4 separate regions of the Mus musculus genome follow, and regions 1, 3 and 4 are each linked to region 2. A link is a contact called in public promoter capture Hi-C data. All regions are on one chromosome and are shown on one strand. The core of a region is the stretch at or near the end of the contact, and the rest is flanking DNA. Distances in the headings are between cores, read along the strand shown.

Evidence for each region. Promoter capture Hi-C pulls out the DNA fragments that hold promoters and counts their contacts.
Region 1: a promoter capture Hi-C map of liver shows a contact between it and region 2, with 3 times the contacts expected there. The contact joins the enhancer-like site here to the promoter of Gzf1 in region 2. A contact is called at or near these places in 5 of 39 promoter capture datasets (the 3T3-L1 cell line, the C10 cell line, hippocampal neurons and 1 more), 1 of 484 Hi-C or Micro-C datasets (liver) and 2 of 115 datasets of contacts at active chromatin or transcription factors (the NIH/3T3 cell line and stem cell-derived neural progenitor cells).
Region 3: a contact with region 2 is called in a promoter capture Hi-C map of liver, with 4 times the contacts expected there. The contact joins the promoter of 9030622O22Rik here to the promoter of Gzf1 in region 2. A contact is called at or near these places in 17 of 39 promoter capture datasets (the 3T3-L1 cell line, the C10 cell line, the HPC-7 cell line and 11 more), 8 of 484 Hi-C or Micro-C datasets (LSK cells, embryonic stem cells, hematopoietic stem and progenitor cells and 1 more), 16 of 115 datasets of contacts at active chromatin or transcription factors (the NIH/3T3 cell line, astrocytes, embryonic forebrain and 9 more) and 2 of 9 other capture datasets (adipose tissue and embryonic stem cells).
Region 4: a contact with region 2 is called in a promoter capture Hi-C map of liver, with 3 times the contacts expected there. The contact joins the enhancer-like site here to the promoter of Gzf1 in region 2. A contact is called at or near these places in 13 of 39 promoter capture datasets (the 3T3-L1 cell line, 3T3-L1-derived adipocytes, the C10 cell line and 8 more), 4 of 484 Hi-C or Micro-C datasets (cortical neurons, embryonic fibroblasts, liver and 1 more), 18 of 115 datasets of contacts at active chromatin or transcription factors (the NIH/3T3 cell line, astrocytes, craniofacial prominence and 14 more) and 1 of 9 other capture datasets (adipose tissue).

The regions. Positions count from the first base shown.
Region 1 is chr2:147,943,475-147,946,491 of GRCm38.p6, reverse strand. It overlaps 9030622O22Rik (a long non-coding RNA gene), which reads left to right. Exons shown (of 13, transcript XR_866820.3): 13 at 1,460-2,033. Among named protein-coding and RNA genes, the nearest start is that of Gm35579, 44 kb to the right of the region's middle. Within about 2 kb of position 1,556, at least 4 of the 459 cell types and tissues checked have an H3K27ac peak or open chromatin away from gene starts, as enhancers often do. A contact at or near this core is called in liver, where this site is marked.
Region 2 is chr2:148,679,755-148,682,590 of GRCm38.p6, reverse strand. Gzf1 (GDNF-inducible zinc finger protein 1) reads right to left here and starts at 1,471. Exons shown (of 6, transcript NM_028986.3): 1 at 1,376-1,471. It overlaps Gm46771 (a long non-coding RNA gene), which reads left to right and starts at 1,647. Exons shown (of 2, transcript XR_001783505.2): 1 at 1,647-1,766; 2 at 2,146-2,313.
Region 3 is chr2:148,039,220-148,041,963 of GRCm38.p6, reverse strand. It overlaps 9030622O22Rik (a long non-coding RNA gene), which reads left to right and starts at 1,478. Exons shown (of 13, transcript XR_866820.3): 1 at 1,478-1,823.
Region 4 is chr2:147,813,013-147,816,049 of GRCm38.p6, reverse strand. No RefSeq gene overlaps it. Among named protein-coding and RNA genes, the nearest start is that of Gm25516, 60 kb to the left of the region's middle. Within about 2 kb of position 1,524, at least 14 of the 459 cell types and tissues checked have an H3K27ac peak or open chromatin away from gene starts, as enhancers often do. A contact at or near this core is called in liver, where this site is marked.

The sequences.
Region 1 (3,017 bases), core at 307-2,806, 740 kb after region 2:
TACCACACTGAAACTCATTCATATATGTAGTTAAGCATGCAGTAAATATGTCTGATTAGTGCAAGTAGTATGTTTAATTAATTAAAAAATAAGACATTGATTTATTAAATGAAGAGGTCTGTTTTATTCTAATTATTTTGAAAGCAAAGGTAAGCCATCTTTCCTGTATTAGAATGCCTGTAATGGCTGCATGTGATAGATAGATAGATTGATAGATAGGCGCATGCCTGTAATGCCAGTGTTCAGGAGGCTCAGAAAGGAGTACATGAGTGTAATACTAGGTTGTACATTAAGTTTGAGGCCGTGATGGGCTGCATAGGGGAGCACTATCTCAAAGAAGACAAAAATCAAAACAAACCCCGAATGTCTTAACCGGGTCTCAGTGAGCACAGTCCATCCTTCCCTTAACTCTCACCCCATATTTTCAGAATCCTCCTAGGTCTATACCTCCCTCCTCTACGAATTCACTAAGTGTCTGTAAGAGATGGAGGATACTGAAACTGGATGCTTATCATTTAACACAAAGATGGTCCTCTGAGGCTTTGCTTAGTTTCTCCCTCTCCCTCTGCCTGAATCAAAGGCAGACCAAGTGACATCAGACTTAACTTCTGTCAGATGCTTTATTGCCTGAAGTGAGATGTGGAGACAGATGGACAGAGCCAACGCTTCTTTGGCCTGGGTCGCCCCACTCTCCTAGCAGTGTATACAATGTCAGGGCAAAGCCTTCAGAACTCAACATTGAGCCAGGTTCTCGTTTGGGCAGAAGATCTTGATGCATAGTGGAGACAGGGAAAGGCATGGTCTCCTCATATGAGTGAGGGATTCAGGGGAGCATGAGTGGTGTCCCAAAGACGTTACAGGTGAATACACTATTCTAGTAAACATGCTCATCTTTCATATGTGCTCTCTGTGTGAGGCAGCTGCTTTCCGAGAGCAACACAATGTGGGTTGGACAGGTGATATTTTCATTCTTCTGCTATTTACCCACCTTTTTGTTGCTGGACTATTGTTTCCAGCCTGTATGACTATAAATGTGCATCTTTATTAGGGATCAGAGTTTAGTTAGTCCAAGCTAGTAACATGAAGCTGTAGGAAGAGAAATCTATTAACAACGTACCTGCCCCACCTCTAAACATTGACATTTTCTGCCATGTGTCACAGAAAACCCAAAACCTTGAGTCTCAGTACAGAGGGTCCTGCTGAATTGATCCCATCTATCCAAGTCCCTGGGAAGTTAGTTCAGTACAGTTGCTTCTTACAGGAAAGCGTGGGTAAAGGGCTTGTTGGGTTTATCAGCTGCACACACACTCAGCTAAGGCCTCACAGTGCTTTTTCAATAGTTCTGAGGCCATCTTTCTTCTTCTAAAGACTCCACAGGCTCTACCTCAGTTTTCATTGTGGACTTTATTCTCCTTGTGGTTTGTTTCTAGAAAACTAATCTCTGTTCATATGCCTTCAGTCTCCAGGTCTCCAGGGACGGTGCCTGTAACTTACCTGAAGAGGAACTGGTAGACAAGTCATCTGAAAACAACTGAGGAATCCTGCCCTGACCTATCAGCTGTCTGCTGCCTCCCAACTCTTGCAGCCTTGGGAGAGGCACATTCACTTGGAAATGTGATGAACAGGTGTCCATTTACTTTGGATTCAGGCCAAAGAGTCAAGCCAATGTCATTTGTAAGGCACAATCATTTTAAGTTCAGACCCATGAAGATCTTTTCTTGTACTTTTGTCTGAATTAGAGAAACAACTTAAGCTGTCGTGCTTGGGGACATTACTTTGAGAAAGCTACTTTGGAGGCACAACTCCCTAGGGTAAAGAAGAAATAGCTTCCCGTCTTCCTATGCAGGAAACTGCTGAAATAGCTGACTCTACCCTCAAAGTTTAGAGTTCATGTTCTCTGTGCACTTGGGTCCATATGTTCAAAGTGGCTTGGGAAATAATTTATCAGTAGTTAACATCCCTTTCCTATCAGCTGTTTCCAGGAAAAAAAGCTAATGTTGAGCAATGGAAGTTGTTTCAACCTACATCTGAAAGGGTGTTTTTGCTGTGTGTTTCTGAGAAAAGGCAAATTGTCAATACCAGTGTCCCAGCGAGCACTGATCGATAAGTGTTTCCTAGGAGAACTTCCACGAGAGGTGAAGCCAGGGCAGCTTGGAGCTGGAGTTACCTTTGGAACGTGAACTATGAGAATGGGGGTGGTTTTGCTAGAGACCATCTATTTGCTAAGAAACAGGATTGAGAAATTTGTGCAGGGAGTCCATGGGGCACACTCCTGTCCCAACCTTAAGTGTCAGGGAGGAGAGCAAGGAAGGATTCTGGAAAGAGGTAAGTTCTGCATTGAGTCCTTGAAGGATGCATTTCAGTCAATGCATTGGTCAGTGCCCTGGACCAATGTTCCCTAAAGAACATCAAGAAACAAATATATAGGCTGGGCATGGTGGCACACAATCCCAGCACCCAGGACACAAGGAGGAGGAGGAGGAGGAGGAGGAGGAGGAGGAGGAGGGGGAGGAGGAGGAGGGGGAGGAGGAGGGGGAGGAGGAGGAGGGGGAGGAGGAGGAGGAGGAGGAGGAGGAGGAGGAGGAGGGGCAGGAGGAGGAGGGGCAGGAGGAGGAGGGGCAGGAGGAGGAGGGGCAGGAGGAGGAGGGGCAGGAGGAGGAAGAGGAAGAGGAGGAGAAAAGGGAAGAAGAAAGAAAGGAAGTAACAAAGGTATAGGGGAATAAGTTTATTTAGAATATTAATTTAGGAAGCACCAGAAAAATGGGGAATAGGGATGGGAAGAGAGCGGGAGAAAGGGAAAAGGGAGAAAGGTTAGGAAATAATCTAGAAGAGGCAACAGAAGAAAATGGAGAGGATAGGAGGGAAAGAGAGGAACAGGGAAGTAGACAGAATGGAAGGAAGGAAGAGGAAAGGCAAATCAGCCAGTAGAGAGTTTGTCCATCAAGGAACCACTGGGGACGATCTGGGCTCCGTCCTTCTGGGGGCCTTTAGGAGTACCTTTGCCAAGCTTCACTTCC
Region 2 (2,836 bases), core at 222-2,721:
CCTTTATGGAACACAACATAGCAAACACTTCCAACTTGTCTGACCTTTGCTGGTTCATGGTGGGCTTCCTACACACCTGTAAAGGACATCTCATCTTACGGGTGACAGGCCAGTATGATTAGCTGGCTGATGGGCATCTTGAACCGGAGCCTCATGCCCGTCTTGGTTCAACTATAGTTTGTCAACAACCCCCTCAACTCCAGCTTCACCAAATGAAAGGTTATTCCCCTGCAGTTAACATATCCCCCAAGATTCCTGTCCTGGATTCCAAAATGCTAGCCCAACTTCCTGTCTTCTGCTTTGTGCACTCTTCTCAGAGTCCTCTGTCTCTGAATCTAACTTCCTTTTCCAGGCTTACATGGGTCTCCAAGTCTCCACCCTCCAGAGCATTCCTAGATCTCCTTCACCTGACGCTAGACATCACCTTGGATTCCATATGTCTACCTGGATCTGCCATTGCCTCTCCATTTCATTCAAGAGACCACTACCCAAAATCTCCAGTCTCAAACACAGAAAAGACTCCTAGAGAGTGCAATTGTAAATTTGGCACCTGTGGAATGTCATGTTGACTAAAGGGGACTCTACAGGGAACACTACCTACCTACAGAGGAAGCTTAAATAAAGGAAATACTGGTATGAGAGAGACAAGAGGCAAGTACTCAAGGGCCAATGCTCTTCAGAATCCCCGGCCCCAGCCTGAAGACTAAAGCTGAAGACCCCTCTTGGCCCGATGCCCATACGGCCAGCCTGATTTCCTAACACCTCGCCCTGGTCCCTCAAGGGAAATCGAAGTTCTTCCAGGAGATCTGGCAGCGACTTCACCATCAGCCAAGAAGGCCCTGAGCAGATTTCCCTGTTTACCTCCCCTGGGGGCAGACACCGGTCATAGCGAGCGGCTATTTGAGGTCTAGTGACAGCTGTGTTCCATTGTAACTCATTGGCATTCGGCCGTCTCAGGGTGGGCCTAGCCTCCTCACCAAGGTCGCCTAGTAGTCCCGGGGTCGGGACTCCCAGGCCAGGCCTCCAGGAGACGCTGTTCTCCGCAGCCTGCCCACCCTAGAGGGATCCTGGCTCTCAGGCAGGGAATAAAGGTCGGTGTCGGTGGCCTCTCTGACTGCACCACCTCTGACCCCACCTTGGCTACCCCGAGTCCCGGACCACCGATGATCTTCCAAAGCCGCAGGGAGAATGAACTCTGGCGGCAAGGTCCAGCCCTTCCTCCGGCCTCCAGAGTCCAGCCTGCGTGGTCATTTCGGCCTGTCCCGCCGCACCCCCGTACTCCCCGTCCTGTGCCTACATCCCCCACAGCCCGCCGCTCCAAGGGACAGAAGACAGAGGACAGCCTAGAAGACGAACCAGTCGGCAGCACGCTCACCTCTTAGCCAGTGCCTCCACGGACCCGTACCCTGGCCCAGGCCAGCAGGGACAGCGGACCGCAGGGTCCGCGGATTGGTCGCCACGAGCGCGCCCCGCCCCCTAGTGGGCTCCGCCCCCCGTAGGCTAGGAAGGCGCTGCGCGCGCACCTCCAGCTGCAAAGGCGGTTCCGGCCGTTGGTTACGTGATCTTACGTGAGTTTGAGCAGGGCCCCTAGCTAGCAGATCCCGGATTTACCACCAGCGTCTATCCAAGGCCGCGCCTGCGCAGAACACCGCAGTGGTTGGGGGCAGAGCTATTTGACAAAGTTGGGACAAGCTCCAGCTGCGCAGCTAGGCATTGGTCAGCAGGTTGCTGGAAGCAGGATTTTTCTAGCCTTCCGGGGTGCCTCGGTGGGTCAAGTCTTGGCGTAGGGCACGGCCGGGGTGGGATGGGAAGGCTGGCGCAGCTTTGTATTTCTTGAATCATTCCGCTTTAAATCCCACTCATGATCTTAATTAAAACCTGGTCATTAGAAAATCCTGCCTGACACTTCCAGTTCCCGGTAAATGTTGATCATGCTTCCACCTACTGCTAAAGCTTTACGAAGTCGCCTCCCTACTGCCACCAGCCAGCTAGACCTCTTCTTGCTGAGAATAGAATGTCTCTGGTCACTTCTTTCGTTGAACATTTAGTTTAGCGAAACAGTGCTTTTTCCTCCCTTTAAAATATATCTAATCCTCTAGAAAACTAACTGGCCTCTGTCTTAATACAGACCGTGTCTTTCTCTAGGGTGGAAGCCGGCTATTTCAAGTAGAAATGCCCACGAGATTGATAGCTCCTTCAACTTCCCAAATGCCTTGTTCTTTTAACTAGCTCCTGCTGCAAAGAGGCGATCTAGCCACTGAATTAAGCCAATTACCTGAAATAAAAGTTCTTACAAGGTGAAGTTAGTTTAAACTATGACTTCAATAGATATTGATGATTATATCTTGGAATACACGTGTGTGTGTGTGTGTGTGTGTGTGTGTGTGTGTGATAAGCCATAAACTGTTTTGCTACACAGAAGAATGAAATCTCGATTTACAACCCAGTTTGGAATATAAGTAAAACCATTTTGTGTGATTTGAAATAATGTAATGTTTTCAAGATGTGTTATGGAGCCAACCACATGGCAGCTCCTATGAGCCAAGCAGGCTTCGATATGCTGATGAACCAACCCTGAGCTGGGAGTCCCTTAATCTTTATAATAGCATGGTATTATAGGGAGTGTTTGTGTGAATAAACTGAGCATATTCAAAAGGGAAATCTATGTGTACGAAAAATGAGACAGAAGTATTTAAACTCTAGCTCAACAGGCTGAGACTGCTTTATTGGACCAGCAAGGGGCCCCGACATTTCTGTGGGATGAAAGTTGAGTGCATTTAGTTGGACTGGTGGAAAGGTATATATTGTCGTTCCTAAGCAGGGGGGTGGGGTGGGG
Region 3 (2,744 bases), core at 229-2,728, 640 kb after region 2:
GTGCCGGGAGGGCAGCCTGTCTCAGTCTCACAGGTGTTATCCAGGTATTGGGAAACCTTGCTAGGCTAGGAACGATGAGCCACCTAATCTGGGGAAACATTTTAACATTGGGAATTGGGTATAATTGCATAGTTAAGGGTAACCCCCAAATCTTTTATTAAGAAGTTATTCTGTGGGTGGGGAGATAGGGAGGGATGGAAGGGTGCCCTGAGCAGCTTAGCAAATGACTCCCAAAGTAGTGAAATCCCAGTGTCTCAGGAATGGTGTCTCCCTTCTACCAGCCAGGGCAAAGCTGTTTGTTAGCTTAGGAAGCTCCTATAGGCAAACCACACTTGAGGCCCAGGGACTGAATGGGTATTTTGTGAGCCTCCAGGAAAATACAAAGACCCCAAATAAAACCTCACCAATCATTTCCACCACTCTGCAGATTTTCCAAATTGACGGGTAACTGTAGAGGAGGTCGTGTTTTGCAAAAGGAGCCTCCTCACGCTGACCTGCATCTCCTGCCCTTGAAGCTGTCCCTCCCGCCCGCCCCCAGTCTGACTTTCCATAGGCCATTCCCATGGAAAGAAACATAAAAGAGTTATGTCTGTTAAAAACCCAAGCAGGCATCAGAGGTGTTTCTACTAAGGGACTGCTGCTTAGCCCCGACATCTTGCTATGCCTAATTATTGCAACCTGGAATGTCCCACAAGAACCTCAGCCTGACCTCCTCTCTGATCCATTTCTGCCACTGCTCATCTCCATCCCTCCTCCGCAGGCCTGGCCTTCCTTTGCTCGTGTGTGTGTGTGTGTGTGTGTGTGTGTGTGTGTGTGTGTGTGTGTGTGCGTGTGTGCGCGTCTTCCCCCAACCCCCACCCCCAAAATCCTATTTTAACAAGTCACATTGTTCCTCAGAACACAAGGAAGAGAAATTGAAGGAGGAGGGATTCGCAGGCCGCGGCCAGCAATCAGGCCTTCTCTTTGCTGGGCCAGGACACACACGTCGCGAGCCCAGCCTGAAATGTGTTTCATTATCACATAAAAGGCTCCTGTGGCGAAGGAGCGGAGAGGCAGGGCTGGGGGCCGAGTGGGGGGGACAATGGAGACTGAAAGCGCTGCCCTAACCTGCTATGTTTCTTATCGCTCGCCCATTGTTCGAGGGTCGTTTTAAACTACTTAGTGCGCCCCCTCCACTGATCCCTGCCGATAAGATATAGTTCTGTACGAATACATAAAAAGGTTGTCGGGGAGCTGCGCCCTCTGAGACTTTTCGGCCCTTCTGGTGTCTTCCTCACAGACCACGTCAGCTTTCCCCCCCCCCCCGGGCCCCCCCAGTTCCAAGTTTAGGAGCTCAGGGATCCCTCCCTCCACCCCAACTCGATGCATTGCTGGGTGCAGCGGCTCTCCCCCTTCTCTTTTTCTTCCTGTTGCCCGCCGCCTTCCTCGCGCTGGGGTTTAAGCAACCGTGATCTGTGAATAAACAAAGTCAGTAAACAACCGAAAAAAACATTCTAGATCCGAATTCCAGGAGGGTAAACTTTTCATGCCACGTCACACTTCAGCAAATTTGCACAGATATTATATTGCCTCCCCCTCCTTTATTATTCTTTTTTTTCCAGGATCCCATTGTACTTAACTGAATTTTATAACGCTGATCGATATCTTGGTAAAATATTCATTTTTAAACTAGCGGGCAGTGAAATCTTTGCTTTGTGTGCTAAAGTCAACAGTCGCTCGGTTTGAGCTCAAATAAATGCAGGGATGCCTCGGCTGGGAGCAGTCCGCCGCCTCCCTCCGAGCGCAGGACGCTCCGACGCCCGCTTGCCCGCAGGCCACCGCAGGTAGGGAGAGCACCCACTCGGGGGCCACGCCCGGGCTCCCCGCACAGAGTCCGCCCCCCACTCGGGTCCACACGCCTACCCTCCCCCAGTCGAGCTAGCTCGTGTGCCTCTGAGAGGACTGGGAGGTGCACCCAGCTCAGGAAGACCCAGGAGGTTGGGGAATAGTGTTTTTGCAGGGGGTGGGAGATTCGTGACTGCACGGCCACTTAGAAAAACCAGGAGTCTAGGAGTTTAAAACTCTCGCAGTTTCGGAGTTTGGTTCCTGAGGCGATGAGAAACCCAGACACTGCAGTCACTCCAACTGGAGATTCGAACAGGGAGCTGCTAGTTTCATAAGAGCTGGGGTGCGCGTGTGGTGGGGGAGCGTGAGCGCGCCCTTGGCCTCACAATCTATGGTCGGGGACCGCCGGTTTGTGCGTGAATCTGGGGGGATATGGAGGAGGAGGAGCGGAGGCCACAGAGTGCAGGGAGCTTACAGCTCTGAGTGTGTTCTATGCTGTTTCCCAGATCCCGGCAGACTAGGGCACCTCCAAACCCCTGCAGGGAAAGAGAAAGCGCCTTTCCTAAAAGCCGAGTCACTTTAGTTCGCAAGAAGCACTGGCGTTTACGCAGTGGAGAGCCACTGGGGTCACGAGCTGGGTCCTGGAGAGAAAGTCAAAGCGTGCCGCGGGTCGTCTATCATCCCAGTCCCATTACAAGCCAGTCGCACCGCCTTGTTTTAGGAGCGTGATCCGGTGTGTTGCACTTGCGCGTGTAGGGGTCCTAGAACAGGACTTTGGAAGATAGACTAGGCTCAAGCGCTTCTTTCCGCTGCCTGCAGGAAGGTGCCAACCTCACCTCACTAGTTTCCACTGTAGCCTGCTGAAAATACAGTACCCTAAAGTTCTGAGGACAGGGTTCAGAAAAGACCTCTTTGGGGAC
Region 4 (3,037 bases), core at 275-2,774, 870 kb after region 2:
GAGAGGTGAGAGGATTTACTTAAATTTGCTAAGCTCTTAAGTGGCCGAGTCAGAATTTAAGTCAGGTTAGGCTCTATTTCAATTGCCTTTTGATTTGTGTTGTATCTCCAGAGAGTAATAATAACTCTGTTAGCTAGACTAGTGGAAATATTGTAAAAAAATTATTTTGCATCTTTCCCTGTTCTCTTACTGCCTCTTCACAAGAGCTCAGCATCATGACTGACAACACAAATTTTACAGTGATGTAGAAGAATTTGAAGCTACTGTGTGGTGTATTAGGCCTAGGTAGTGACTTAACCTGTCAGAGCCTTCCCTGTTTCTTCTACACAATGGAATCAATAACACAGTCATAGAAAACACCCACTAGGTGGTTATAATAGATTTATTAAATTACCGAGGATAATCTTTAACTTGACTGCCCAGAGGCCATTGAGATCAGTTGTTAGAAACAGAAGCACTACCAAGAAAATTACACAAGTTTAAGTGATGTGCTTACATTTGCACCTTATGGCTAATCTTCTGGACTGCACTTCTTGTCAAGCGTCAGTGTCTATGGTCTATATGTCTCCTGTTGTGGCTGTTTGACTTAGGTTTCTACTATTGTGATAAAACACCATTACCAAAGGCAATTTGGAGAGGAAAGGATAAAATTTCATTTTACAGCTTGTAGTACTTTATCCAGAGAAGTCATAGCAGGAACTTGAGGTAGGAGCTCAGAGGCGGGACATAAAGCAGAAGCCAAGAATGAATAGTGCTTACTGGCTTGCTCTTCATGGCTTGCAAGGCCTGCTTTCTTATAGAACCCAGGATAACCAGCCCGGAGGTGGCGTAGTGCCCAGTGAGCTGGGCCCTCCCACATTAACCATCAATCAAGTAAATGAACCCCAGTTTGTTGATAGGGTATTCTAGTAAGGACATTTTCTCAACTTAAGTTTCCTCTTCTCAAATGACTCTAGCATGTTTTAAGCTGACATAAAACTAACCAACACACAGGTACAGAGTGTTATTACAAGAAGATTTATTGTTGCTGTTGGTTGAGACTCAAAGCCTTCTCTATAGCTCTGTCTCTCACGTGTATAACATGTGAGAGAATACAAAGAAACAGCGCCAGCATCCAGCCTGCCAGTTTGCCAATGAACCACCTGGAAACGAGAGGATAATTATAATTCTAGTCACACACTAGTGCATTAGAAAAATGTGAAATCTACTGCTCACCCACGACATGGCATCAAGTGGCCCTAGCAGCAGAGGGACAAACCCTGGACCACTTTAGGGGGAATGGTTCTGAAAAGTAGAGATTCTGAACTTGACCGGAGATGTTCAGAAAGAAAAAAAAATCTGCACAGAATTCAGATATGGGCTGTCCTGGTGTCCTAAACTCTTCTTAGGGCAAGGGACTGGATGTTTTCGCAGAGGGAGAGAGTGGTTTGTAATCATCTAAAGATACAAGTTCTCACTTGAACCAAGGAAGCACCATAGGGAAGCTCTTGCTGGAGGACAGACTAGGAAGTTTGCAACAGTGCTGTCCATGTGGGAGGCTCGGGGACAATGACAGCAAACACTGTGCTCCAAGAAGCACTCACCTCTGCCATTATCTAGATAAAAAACTTTGGAAAAGTTACTCTGTAAATTTCAGTGAAACATAGACTAACCTTTGGAATATGTGGCCAGCAAAATTCTGGCAGCATTTGCCAAGGTCACTAATTGGAACATGCACACGGCTCACCTGCACTCTCCTGAAGTACAGATTTGGTAGTCTACAGTTAGGTTTTTCTACCAAGCTCTTCAGCTCCTCAATGGTCCTAGCCCGGGACACAGCTCACATGGCCACACCATAGAGGGCCTGTGAAGTAGGATGGGTTACCAAGCAATCCCTTCCATTCCCCCAAAGGAAGCCAGGACTCATGATCACCTTCTGGCGGACCAAGTCCTTTGTCCTGAACATCACCATACTTCAGGGTTCTTCTAAGTAAGGTTTCTATATAATTTCACCTGATGCAAAAATATTCTGTGAATGAGCATTGTGCTGGGTTCGATATTAGAACTGAGTTTTTTTTTTTTTTTTTTTTTTTAAGTGAAGCCCAGTAGTAGACGTTTTTCTTCCCTTGTCTGCAAAATTTCTGGTGTTCTGTCTTGCTTTATTCCTAAAAGAATATTTCTTGTTTGCATATTTACTTCTGTGAGTAAAGAAAGCACCTTAGGTTATCTGTCCAGAGGGAAATAGGACAAGAAGCAAAAAGGCATTCAAACAGTAAATAAACTATTTAGGATTTGGTGCGTATTCATGAGTCACAGGGTAGGAAGAGGAACTGAGCTGCTGGGGTTGGTAAACCACAAGCCTGTGAATCAACAGCACTCCGTTTGCTGTTCTAATAATGGCAAACACCAAGGTGTACCAAAGTGGGTGTGAGGGGTTTCCTCTTGTTACTGCTTATATGATGTTTGGACATAGTGTTAAGTTCACTCAGAGGATACAGGAAGATTTTCTGCTGCTCTGAGAAGGTGAGGGAGTAGGGTTCCCTCTGCCATTCAGGAGAGAGAAGTGGGAAGAGACAGAATCCTACCCAACATGAGTGGGTACCATCCATTCTGCTGTACAACCATGAACACAAGCCCTTCATACTGGTGACTATGTCCTGGTGTTCCTTTTACTCTCCTCCCAACAGATCTAGGGACCAGAAGCACTCGCTGTAACTGAGGAGAAAGCAAGTCTGGAAATGAATGAACCATCATAAGATGTAGCTGAGGTTTGGGCTCATGCCTCCAAGAGGCCAGGAGCTTTTCTGATATTTATCAAAGAAACAGCTTCTGAGATGAAAGAGTCTCATTATTGCATCTATCAGATGAGAAAACTAGGACTGAGGATTTTGCAGTGAACACAACACACCAAAGGTCAACACTGTGGTATATAAACTTTTTCTTATTTCTTTTATTTTGTTTACTTGCAGTGCTGGAGACCAAGCCTATGGCCTCACACAAACTAGGCAACTGCTTTACCATCGAACTATAAGAAAAGCACTTGAGAAACTCTGTTTTG